Regions from separate parts of the Mus musculus genome. Here all the other regions are linked to region 3. The links are chromatin contacts, called in public ChIA-PET and HiChIP or PLAC-seq maps. All regions are on one chromosome and are shown on one strand. The core of a region is the stretch at or near the end of the contact, and the rest is flanking DNA. Distances in the headings are between cores, read along the strand shown. Region 1 overlaps Ssbp2 (single-stranded DNA binding protein 2). Region 2 overlaps Ssbp2 (single-stranded DNA binding protein 2). Region 3 overlaps Ssbp2 (single-stranded DNA binding protein 2).

Region 1 (3,247 bases), core at 643-3,142, 170 kb after region 3:
TTCCTTAACAGAAACTGTTAAAACTGATAATGTATTGACGTTGGGTAGTAAAAGTAAGGCTTTGCCAGACTGCAGTTGTAAGTATGTGGGGACAGCAAGTGTACTGCGAGAGTGACTTAGTTTCAGGCTGAGCGCTCACCCGGAATCTGATTGAGTTGATCAGACAGAGCTCTGCTGTGCTAGAGGACAGTGCCACAGCATCTCCAGCCGCTGGCAGGACTAGGTCAGCAGTGGGAATGCTGCTTTGCCATCTAGTGGCCGTGAGACAGTGTCTCCATGTTAGCATCTGTGTTGCAAAGAGTCTGTCTTTAACCAGACTGCATGGTAGCAAACTGACCTAATGCTTTGGCATAGTAGTAATGAAAAGGAATTAAAAAGAGAGAGGGAGAGGGGAAGAAAAAGTAGGAAGAAAATCAGGTAGTAGGAAAATTCCCATTTCTTTACAGGGTTATTGGCTAGAAAAGGCTCCCCAGCTGGGTGGGAGCACAGAGTAAAGCAATATTGCCAATACTTTGAAAAAAAATCAAACATGAGAAAAACCTCTTGTTTTTCTCTTGAGACTGAAAAGAAATCAAAAAGAATGTTTTTTTTTCCAAAATGTACTTTTTAAATTCATATTCTGTCCCAATTGCAACCCCTCTCTCCTCTCCTCCAAGTCTTACCTTTGTAAATCCTTTCCCTGTTTGTCCCTCCCCTTCTCTGAGGAAAAGGGGAAGCCCCCCTTGGGAACCACCCCACCGCGGGGTACCTAGTTCCTGCAGGACGGAACACCTTTTCTCCCATTAAAGCCCAAGGAGATAGTCTAGCTCGGAGAAGGGGACCCAAAAGCAGGCATCAGAGTCAAAGACAGCCCCGCTCCAATTGTTAGGGGAATCCCTATGAAGACCAAGCTGTACATCTGCTGCAAATGTGGGTGGGGGCTTAGTTCCAGCCCCTGCATGTTCTTTGGTTGGTGGTTTAGTCTCTGTGAGCCCCCAAGGTCCCAGAGTACTCCGCAGGTTTTCTTGTGGTGTTCTCTACCCTCCCTTAATTCTCCCTTAATTCTCTCTGCAACTCTTCCACAAGACTCCCAAGCTCCTCCTAATGTTTGGCTGTGGATCTCAGCATGTTTCCATTCATTGCTGGATGAAGCCTCTCAGGAGACAGTTGTGCTAGGCTCCTGTTTGCATAGCAGAGGATCACTAATAGTGTCAGGGGTTGGCTCTCTCCCATGGGATGGGTCTCAAATTTGGATAGTCATTGGTTGGCTGTTCCCTTAATCTCTGGGATCAGCTGGTGACCTGGGATGGGGGAGTTACAGGGAGTCTATGGGAGTGACCCTAGCTGAGATTTCTACCAGTGGGGAATACAGAGACTGGTAGCCACCCCCTATAGCCAGGCAGGACTTCCAGTGGAAGGAGGGGGACATCAACCCACCCACAAAACCTTCAACCTAAAGTTTGTTCTGCCCACAAGATACACAGGTTTTTAAAAGAAAAAAGAAAGAAGAAGGAAGGAAAGAAGGAAGGAAGCAAGCAAGCAAGCTTAAAAACGAAAACATTTCAGAGCAGAAACTGAAAAAAATTTAAATAATTTTATTCATTTCTTAATTTTTTTATGTGCATTGGTGTTTTGCCTGCACATATGTTTGCATGAGGATGTCAAATCCTGGAACCGGAGTAATAGACAGGTACGACCTGCCATGCGGGCTCTGGGAATTGAACCAAGATCCTTTAGAAGAGCAGTTAGTGCTCTTAACTGCTGAGCCATCTCTGAGCCCCAGGAAATATTTTCTATCATGTCTGGGTTAGTGTCTTAGAGGTAAATGTTTACTGGATTCCTGTGAATAAGTCTGAGGTTTTGAGATGCCTTGATGCGTGTCATGTGCTCTGCTGTTCTTGAGTCTTCCTGAGTCAGCCACACCAGCGTCAGGACTGGCTGCTTGCTCCCTCCCACACTGAGACATGCACAGGCTTGTAAGGTCGTTTCTAGTCTGCATCGGGATGTCAGGCTTGCTATGCCCCTCCGTCCAGTGATCTGCCTCTCCTCCTTCCCTGATGGGTTTCAGAAACAAGTCTTTAGAAATATTGTAATTCTGGAGATGCCCCTTTCCCACTCTCCAGAAGTTGTACATGCTATCTTAAATTTTAATGAACCAGAAGTGTAGTTTCTGTATTGTTTCTCAGTTTTACTGAGTAAGGTACTAGAAATACTAATTATTAATTGGAAATACCTATGTGTAATTAATATTAAAATATAATATCTAATACATGAGAGACAAGAGAGAGTATGTGTGTGTGTTAAAAATTCAGATAGTAGAAATAGTATTTCCCAGAGTGAAAGTCACTAAAATTGTGTAATGGAAGGCAGAGAATACTGTTTAATTATCAAAACACAAACCATACAAATAAAACATAAGTGTTCTAGAAATGTAATTTTGAATGCTAAAGAAAAAAAAAAAAAAGCCCGAGCATTGCAAATGGAGCAAGCCCTTCTCTATTGCAAAGATAAAACACCTGAAATGCAGAGGTGCCGGGCAGCTGGCAGCTGACTTCTTGTGACTGCTGTCCTACAGACCTGGTGATAGTTTCTGGTCTCAGCCACAGAATGACTTTAAACTTCTCAGCTTGACTAACTAAGGAGGCTTTAAAACCTACAATTCAGAAAACTAAAAGCCCCGTAGCATTTTCTGGATGGACAGGGAGCAGAAGAGGAACTGTTGGGCATCTGCTTCGGCCTCGCAGTTGGGATAGAAGGACAATGTCTGCTGGAACTCCAGTTGTTTCCCGGGGAGCACTCAGCAGTTAGACTGCTGTCTGAGACCAGGGCACTTGTCCTGCCACTTCTTGATACTCCTGAAAGTCAAGGGATCAACATAGATGGGGTGGAGCTCTTAGTTTATGGTGGTGGTTGTTTCGTTTTGTTTTTTAATGCTGAATCTTATTCTGTGATTAGAAAACACTGGTCAAGAGGGCTGATGGCAGAACTGTTGTGCCTCGAGCCTTGGTCACCTTTTCTTTTTCAAGGGAGGGTCCGACAGGTTGCTCGTGCTTGCACTTGCCTCTCACCTCAGCTACCATAGAAATCCTCAGGCAAGTTCAACCTCCCTCTCTTCCAGTTTTCAAACTCCCAGCATCTAATGTAGGAGTTGAACTAGCTTAATTCATTAACGTACATGTTAAAACCTTTATTACTTAAAAAAATTGACACATAAATATGGGTTATATTTATTTTATAAGGTAATATAATTTATATTTATATTAGTATA
Region 2 (3,068 bases), core at 244-2,743, 220 kb after region 3:
CCATCCTTTTTTTCACGTTTACACTTTAATTATTAAAGGTTGCTCCTGCCCTTCCCCAACTATTTTGTGCTGTGTACATCACTGCTTTATATAAGTTATTTTTTAAGGTGAACTCAGATGTTATGGTTTTGTAAATGTCTGCAATCATGGATAGGAATAAAATTGCTTATTTGAGAGCTTTCATTCACTGTGTCTGAAGCAAGTTGCCCGTGAGCCCCAGGTTGTACCAAGTAGAGACAGTGACTTCATCCTCATGTCCAACCAGGCACCCAGTTACCTTCTGTGCAAAGTAGTGTGGTGCTTTGTATATAAGGAAACCCCTCAACAGTAGCTCAGCCAGGGCTTCATACAGTACACTTCTGCAATAACTGCTTTAAATTGAGTTCTTTCTTGATTTGTGTGTCTTAGATGATGCAGAACTCATTAGCTAACTCAAATGACTTAAACTGTAGCAATAAAGTGACATGGGTTATCATACTTTTAGCACACATTCTCTCTTAAACACGATAAAATCCAAAAGTGATAACAAAACCACTTGTTTGAACTTACAGCGTCTCCCAGGGAACTAGAAGTAAATGTCTAATAAGACACAGCGAGAAATGGTGTTGTATGTTTATTCAGATTTCCTATGATCATTTCTACAGACACTTGAAAACAGACAGACACACTGACATGATTCAGGTTTTCAGCCCAGAGAGCAGAGAATGAGGAAACTAGAGGATTCTGCAGCGTTTCTGGTTTCACCCACCCAGTAGCTTGCTTGCTGGAGCAGAACTGATGGGTACCTGTCTGTTCTGTTGTCCCTGCTCTCAGGTGGCAGTTCCATGCCCTGTCTGCTCTGTCCTGGGTCAGAGGGCTTGCACTGGGAGGCAGATTATCTGTGTAGCTTATGTTCACTGCAGCTGGCTAGATCTCCATTTTGTGTCTGACAGTTCAGAAGGGAGTAAAGAAACAGTTTTAATTATCTCCCTTATGAAAGCACCCTGCTTGCATGACACTTCCCAGATCTTTGGGATTCCGTTTAATCCTATATCCAAACACCAAATCCTAATAGGAAAAGCATAGAGAGTTTATTTTATAATTGAAAAGACAGCTCTGCAACCCTTGCTGTTCTAACTGAGATACAAACAACCACTGATCTCTACCCTGCTAGAGGGTATTGCCCGGGCTTAGGGGCGAGGATTCTCCCTTTCCTGTGGGACTGTAACATAACTGAAAACGTTGACACTGTTTGCCTGCTGTTGGTTCTGGACAATTGATTTCTCTCAGATCCACATTGATTCATCCTTTCTGAAAATGGAAAATGTTAGCTGGGCATTCCAGGGATGCTGGGAGCATAGAGGATAAAAAAGATGAAGTAGCTTTACACTGCAGATCTAGAGGACAGTATATGAGTCATACTTTATAAAGTACAGCGTCAGCCTACAACTGTACCAGAGAGCAGCCTTGTACTAGCCAGCTACAGGAACCTGTCACAGGCAGTTCACACAGGAAGTCCATTTCCCCCCAGTCACTAGTGGCCACTTCCTTCTCTCTGACTGTACAGAGTTGAACTGTGTTCAGTGGGCTCGGTCTCCCAGCGCTTCCTTTCCTCATCTGCTCTCCATCTCGCCTGGCCTTCGTCTCTGTCATTCATCTTCTGAGAAGGGAAGCAAATGATTCCTACCACTCGCAGAAGTCATGAGCCTAATTTTACTTGGGAATCTTAGAATATAAATGACACAAATGGCATTTTAACAGTGGTTGATAGAGTAGCATCATGTGTGCTTCTAACCTGTTTTGTTTTTTAAAAAAGTAAAATGGTTTTGTTTTTGTTTTCATTTCCTTTCTTTCTTGGAACTCCGTTTAAAAAAATACCTGTTTCCAATGTTTAAATTCTTGAAAAACTGAAAAATTATTTTTAAGACAAAACTACGTTCTCAAACAGGAAAATAAAAGAATGCTTAATTTTTATAGCCAGATAACTTTTGTTACCCGGAGGGTAAGCATTATAACTATATTGATTTTATGTAGATCTTAATTATTTAACATTTATTGTTTTTCTGGTAAGAAATCCAACATTGTCATGCATTCTACGGCTGTTGGCCCATTCATGTCCTCTTGATGTATATGCTGCTTGCCAGAGGTTAGCTTTCTGCATACTTCAGCCCATAATAATGAAATCAGCAGTACTCACATATTTTGGGCATAGAATGCACCCATAAAATGTGACAATGGGCAGCAGGTGTGAGCATGCATCCGGTCACCCCTCCCTGCCCTCCCTAACGCACCGACGTTTGAAAGTTCGTGTCAGTCTTAAGTCCTGAATGGTTCTTAACCACCTGACTTTCTTACTGTGAAGATGCCCAGTGTAAAAAAAAAAAAAAAGGCTTTGATAATTTGATGGACAAATTATCGCTTTTTAAAAAAAACATTCCAGTTTGGGTTCAATTACCAGTGAACAGGAATTTTACAGCTAAAAGTCTGAGGTTAAGATTTCTTGATTTCTGAAAGACTAACAAATCAATTCCGCTCCCTTCAGGCAAGGAAAGTGCTCAGACACACCTGTCCCTTCAGAAACTAAATAGAGAAAAATTCTGTTCCCCTTCAGCCAAAGAAAGTGCTCAGACACACCTGTCCCTCCAGAAATTAAATAGAGAAAATCTGTTCCATTTCTCTTTTCATGATTCTGTCAGGCGTCTGAACTCCATTGCATTTGAAAGGACCATTCAGGTAAACATTCTTCAGCTTGGAAGTGAATTCATCTTGGCATGTGAAGCCCCACAGCCGCCTACATCGTTCCCCACATTGATCTGGGGCTGTGTCCTCAGCAGGGACTCTGCACAGTTCTCAGTACTCCATACCCCGGTTAGCTTGTGGCCCGGTTTCTCCATGCCTGCCTTCCATCCCAGGAGATGAGATGCAAGGGTTGAGCATCTTTTCCCTCTCGGCTTTGCAGCGTTTGCCTCTGCACAGTGTGTAGTACTGGTGGTAGTTTTCCTGAGGAAAGAAATTTCAGTTTTCATCCCTTGATTATTACTGTTCATCATAAGCAGTATGAGAGGTCACAGCTATGCAACATCTGAATG
Region 3 (2,985 bases), core at 278-2,777:
TAATAATAGGGTGAGTAGTTTGAGCTGTAATTTAAAGGGAGCTTGCTAGCTACTTCATATGTGTTTTCAGTAAGCCAGCAACTTTGAAGGTGGTACTGTGTCCCCTCATTGTAAGATGAAGTGACAAACTTCTAGATGCCTGATGACATTTGTTGAAACTTAGCTCAGAGGATCAGACTTGGTTTGAACTGGGATCTGTCTGTAACTATGGAGAGAACAGTTTTCACGTCACTTTTTTTGCCTTCTAAATTAATGCTTATGTTGTCTGGAAAATTCACTTCTGATGAACACTTTGCTTTCCCAATGATGCTGGTTAAACGAGGTGTTAGTATAATAAGGTGCTAATTGAATGGTGCACAGAGTAAGTGAAAAAGAAATTAAAGAAGGAAAAGTCTGTGTGCTGAAGTCATCAGGGAAACTGCTTGCAGTCGCTGTGGGACTTGGTTCATTCATTCATGCCATGGAAGGTTCTGAATACTGACCTGGTAGGAAATGTAGGGTGCAAATAAAAATAGAAAAAGACAGGTAGAGGATAATTCTTTTTGGAGAAACTAATGGTATTTAAAAATATTGTGTTCATCTGAAAGAAGCAAAGACGCCTAGCATGAGCACAAGAGAGCTTCTATATTGAAGAACAGTAGGGCATTCTTTGGAAGCTCATGAAGGTGATGGGCAGTATTTAAGCTATGTAGCATTTAACTGCTTCTGTGGTTGCCAAGAGTAGTGGCACTGTGGGACTAAATACTATTTTACGAAGCTTGAATTCCAGCAGGGGTGTTCAGCTTTAAATTACAACAGTGGATTATTGCTACGGTCAAAGGGGCAGGTCTAGTTCTGGGCTTGATTCCTCTTTCATCCATGTGTGGACTGGTAGTCCACATGCTGGACTGGTAGTCCACATGCTGGATTGGTAGCCCACATGCTGGATTGAGAGCATTTCTGAGTTTGGACTATTCCACTCTCTGCAGTTTGACTTCTGGAGTGCTTTTTGGCCAGCCTGGGTCTTGTAATTTAGTGGGTGGAAGATGTGGCGTAGGACAAGCCCTTCTTCTAAGTAAGATCTAGTTGTGACCATGAGCATTTGCTCAGGGTTTCTATTGAGCTCCTAGCATGCTGTTAGCTTTAGTAGTATAAGGTCTTGCCTTATTTAACTTGTTTAAAATGTTCTCACCTTGTTTCCATTCTCATTTGCTGCTTCTATTGATTGACATTCATAGAGGTGTTTGATGAGAGATGCCTGTGTATTTAAAAAATGTATGGTGTGGCACACATGTGTCTTTAGTCCTAGCTTTTGGGAGGCAGAGAGGCAGGTGGGTCTCTGTTATGTTTGAGGCCAGCCTGCTCTGTATAGAAAGTTCCAGGGCAGCCAGGGCTGCATATTGAGACCTCATCTCAAAATCAAACAAAATGAAACAAAAACAAAACAAAAAATAAAAAAGTTATGGTGGTGTACATGTTTATATAAATGGTGTCTTGCTAAAGATCTTGTGGTTTTTTTTTTCCTCACAACACCTTAAAATAGCTGATAAGGAAAGTGAAAGCCTTTACACACGTAGAGACTACTCTGAAGGACTTTCATGATTGGTTCTGTAAGCTCCTTGTTTGCAGCTCAGCCAGTTTTCTTCTATATCTTACTAACTGCTCCTGTCCTTGGCAGCCTCTCCTTCACAGACCTACATCTACAAACTTGAAAATTTTGAAGCAGATCTGAGAATTTTTAATGCCCAGTGTGTACATAGTTCATAATTTGTACTTGTTGACTTCTCATCTGGTTCTTTGGAGTGGCCATCTTAGTTGCCTGAAACGTCTATCAATTTGTATATACATTTGAGATAATTTGGGGATGAGACTCATTTGTAAGTATGAAGTTTAATTATTTTTCATATTAAGCATATAACCTAAAAGGTGATTTAAGCAGTAGTTTTAGTGTAGCAGCATTTTGACATTAAGTCATCATATGAAACACATGTGGTATTTTCTGTTAATGGAAATATGTTAGTATATCCCACAGTTTGGGGCACTTCAGATGAATTGTTCTCTCATTTTATTTTATTTTATTTTATTTTATTTTATTTTATTTTATTTTATTTTTATGATGGGTGGTTTGTCTGTCTGTATGTCTGTATACCACATGTCTGTAGTATCAGAGGAGGTCAGAAGAGGGTGTTGGATCAGCTGCGACTGGAGTTATATACAGGGGGTTGTTGGCCATATGGTTGATAGAAATCACACCTTTACCTGCGGAGTCATCTCTCGTCTGCACATTTCATTTTTGGGCTAGGAATACTCAACCTGTATTACTCTGTTTTATAACAGACAGCATCTCTCTTCTTCTTTTCATTGATTCTTGGCATTTAAGAAAATATTTTCATCACATTGTTTGTTTGTTTGATTGATTGATTCATTTATTTATTTTTGTGTGCGTGCACGTATGTGTGTGTGTGATTTCACATGTAACAGCATGTGTGTGAAGGTTAGAGGACCACTCATGGGAGGCAGCTCTCTTCCTTCACCATGTGGGTCCAAGGATTTGGACTCCTCTTTTGTGAGGCTTGGTGTCAGGTGCCTGTGATGGTTAAGTGGGCTGCCTGTTTGGTATTGACCTCTCTTTTTTCAGTCTGGTATTTGCAAGTTGTCTATCATTACTTCAGCTCTCATCTCTGATGACCAGTGAATTTGGGTCTCTTCACATCCTCGTTGTATCTGTTACTGCCTTCCTTGCTGGGTTTCTGTCTAGAAGAGTCCCCTATTCAAACAGCTCACCATGCTCAGACCTCTGCTTCATGTCCTAGCCCAGGAAGAACTGAGCATCCTCTGAAGTGTACTCCAGCTCTTTCTGTGTCCCACGTTATCAGTCATAGCATTTAACACAATAGTATAGTAATGCTTATTTATTTGTTGGCTTCATTTGCTCAAGTTCTTGAAAACAGGGCTCTTACTTCCTGCTTGTTTTGTTCCAGCTGCAAGCCTAGCACGGAGAACAGT

What was found. ChIA-PET counts read pairs in DNA pulled down with a chosen protein or histone mark. HiChIP or PLAC-seq counts read pairs in DNA pulled down with a chosen protein or histone mark.
Region 1: a contact with region 3 is called in an H3K4me3 HiChIP or PLAC-seq map of the 230-238 cell line, with 5 times the contacts expected there. The contact joins two enhancer-like sites. A contact is called at or near these places in 9 of 484 Hi-C or Micro-C datasets (CD4 T cells, the MC3T3-E1 cell line, the P5424 cell line and 6 more) and 4 of 115 datasets of contacts at active chromatin or transcription factors (the 230-238 cell line, large pre-B cells and stem cell-derived neural progenitor cells).
Region 2: an RNA polymerase II ChIA-PET map of effector CD8 T cells shows a contact between it and region 3, with 14 read pairs. The contact joins two enhancer-like sites. A contact is called at or near these places in 1 of 15 datasets of contacts at CTCF or cohesin (the NIH/3T3 cell line), 16 of 484 Hi-C or Micro-C datasets (B cells, the G1E-ER4 cell line, Th1 cells and 8 more) and 3 of 115 datasets of contacts at active chromatin or transcription factors (astrocytes, effector CD8 T cells and memory CD8 T cells).

What each region holds. Positions count from the first base shown.
Region 1 is chr13:91,648,254-91,651,500 of GRCm38.p6, forward strand. All of the region lies in intron 5 of Ssbp2 (single-stranded DNA binding protein 2), which reads left to right. Among named protein-coding and RNA genes, the nearest start is that of Gm22778, 73 kb to the right of the region's middle. Within about 2 kb of position 1,893, at least 24 of the 459 cell types and tissues checked have an H3K27ac peak or open chromatin away from gene starts, as enhancers often do. A contact at or near this core is called in the 230-238 cell line and Th1 cells, where this site is marked.
Region 2 is chr13:91,701,063-91,704,130 of GRCm38.p6, forward strand. It overlaps Ssbp2 (single-stranded DNA binding protein 2), which reads left to right. Exons shown (of 17, transcript NM_024272.4): 17 at 1-3,068. It overlaps 4833422C13Rik (RIKEN cDNA 4833422C13 gene), which reads right to left. Exons shown (of 2, transcript NR_015501.1): 2 at 603-2,979. Among named protein-coding and RNA genes, the nearest start is that of Gm22778, 21 kb to the right of the region's middle. Within about 2 kb of position 1,494, at least 102 of the 459 cell types and tissues checked have an H3K27ac peak or open chromatin away from gene starts, as enhancers often do. A contact at or near this core is called in B cells, Th1 cells, conventional type 1 dendritic cells and 3 more, where this site is marked.
Region 3 is chr13:91,482,919-91,485,903 of GRCm38.p6, forward strand. All of the region lies in intron 1 of Ssbp2 (single-stranded DNA binding protein 2), which reads left to right. Among named protein-coding and RNA genes, the nearest start is that of Ssbp2, 23 kb to the left of the region's middle. Within about 2 kb of position 1,528, at least 64 of the 459 cell types and tissues checked have an H3K27ac peak or open chromatin away from gene starts, as enhancers often do. A contact at or near this core is called in the 230-238 cell line, B cells, Th1 cells and 4 more, where this site is marked.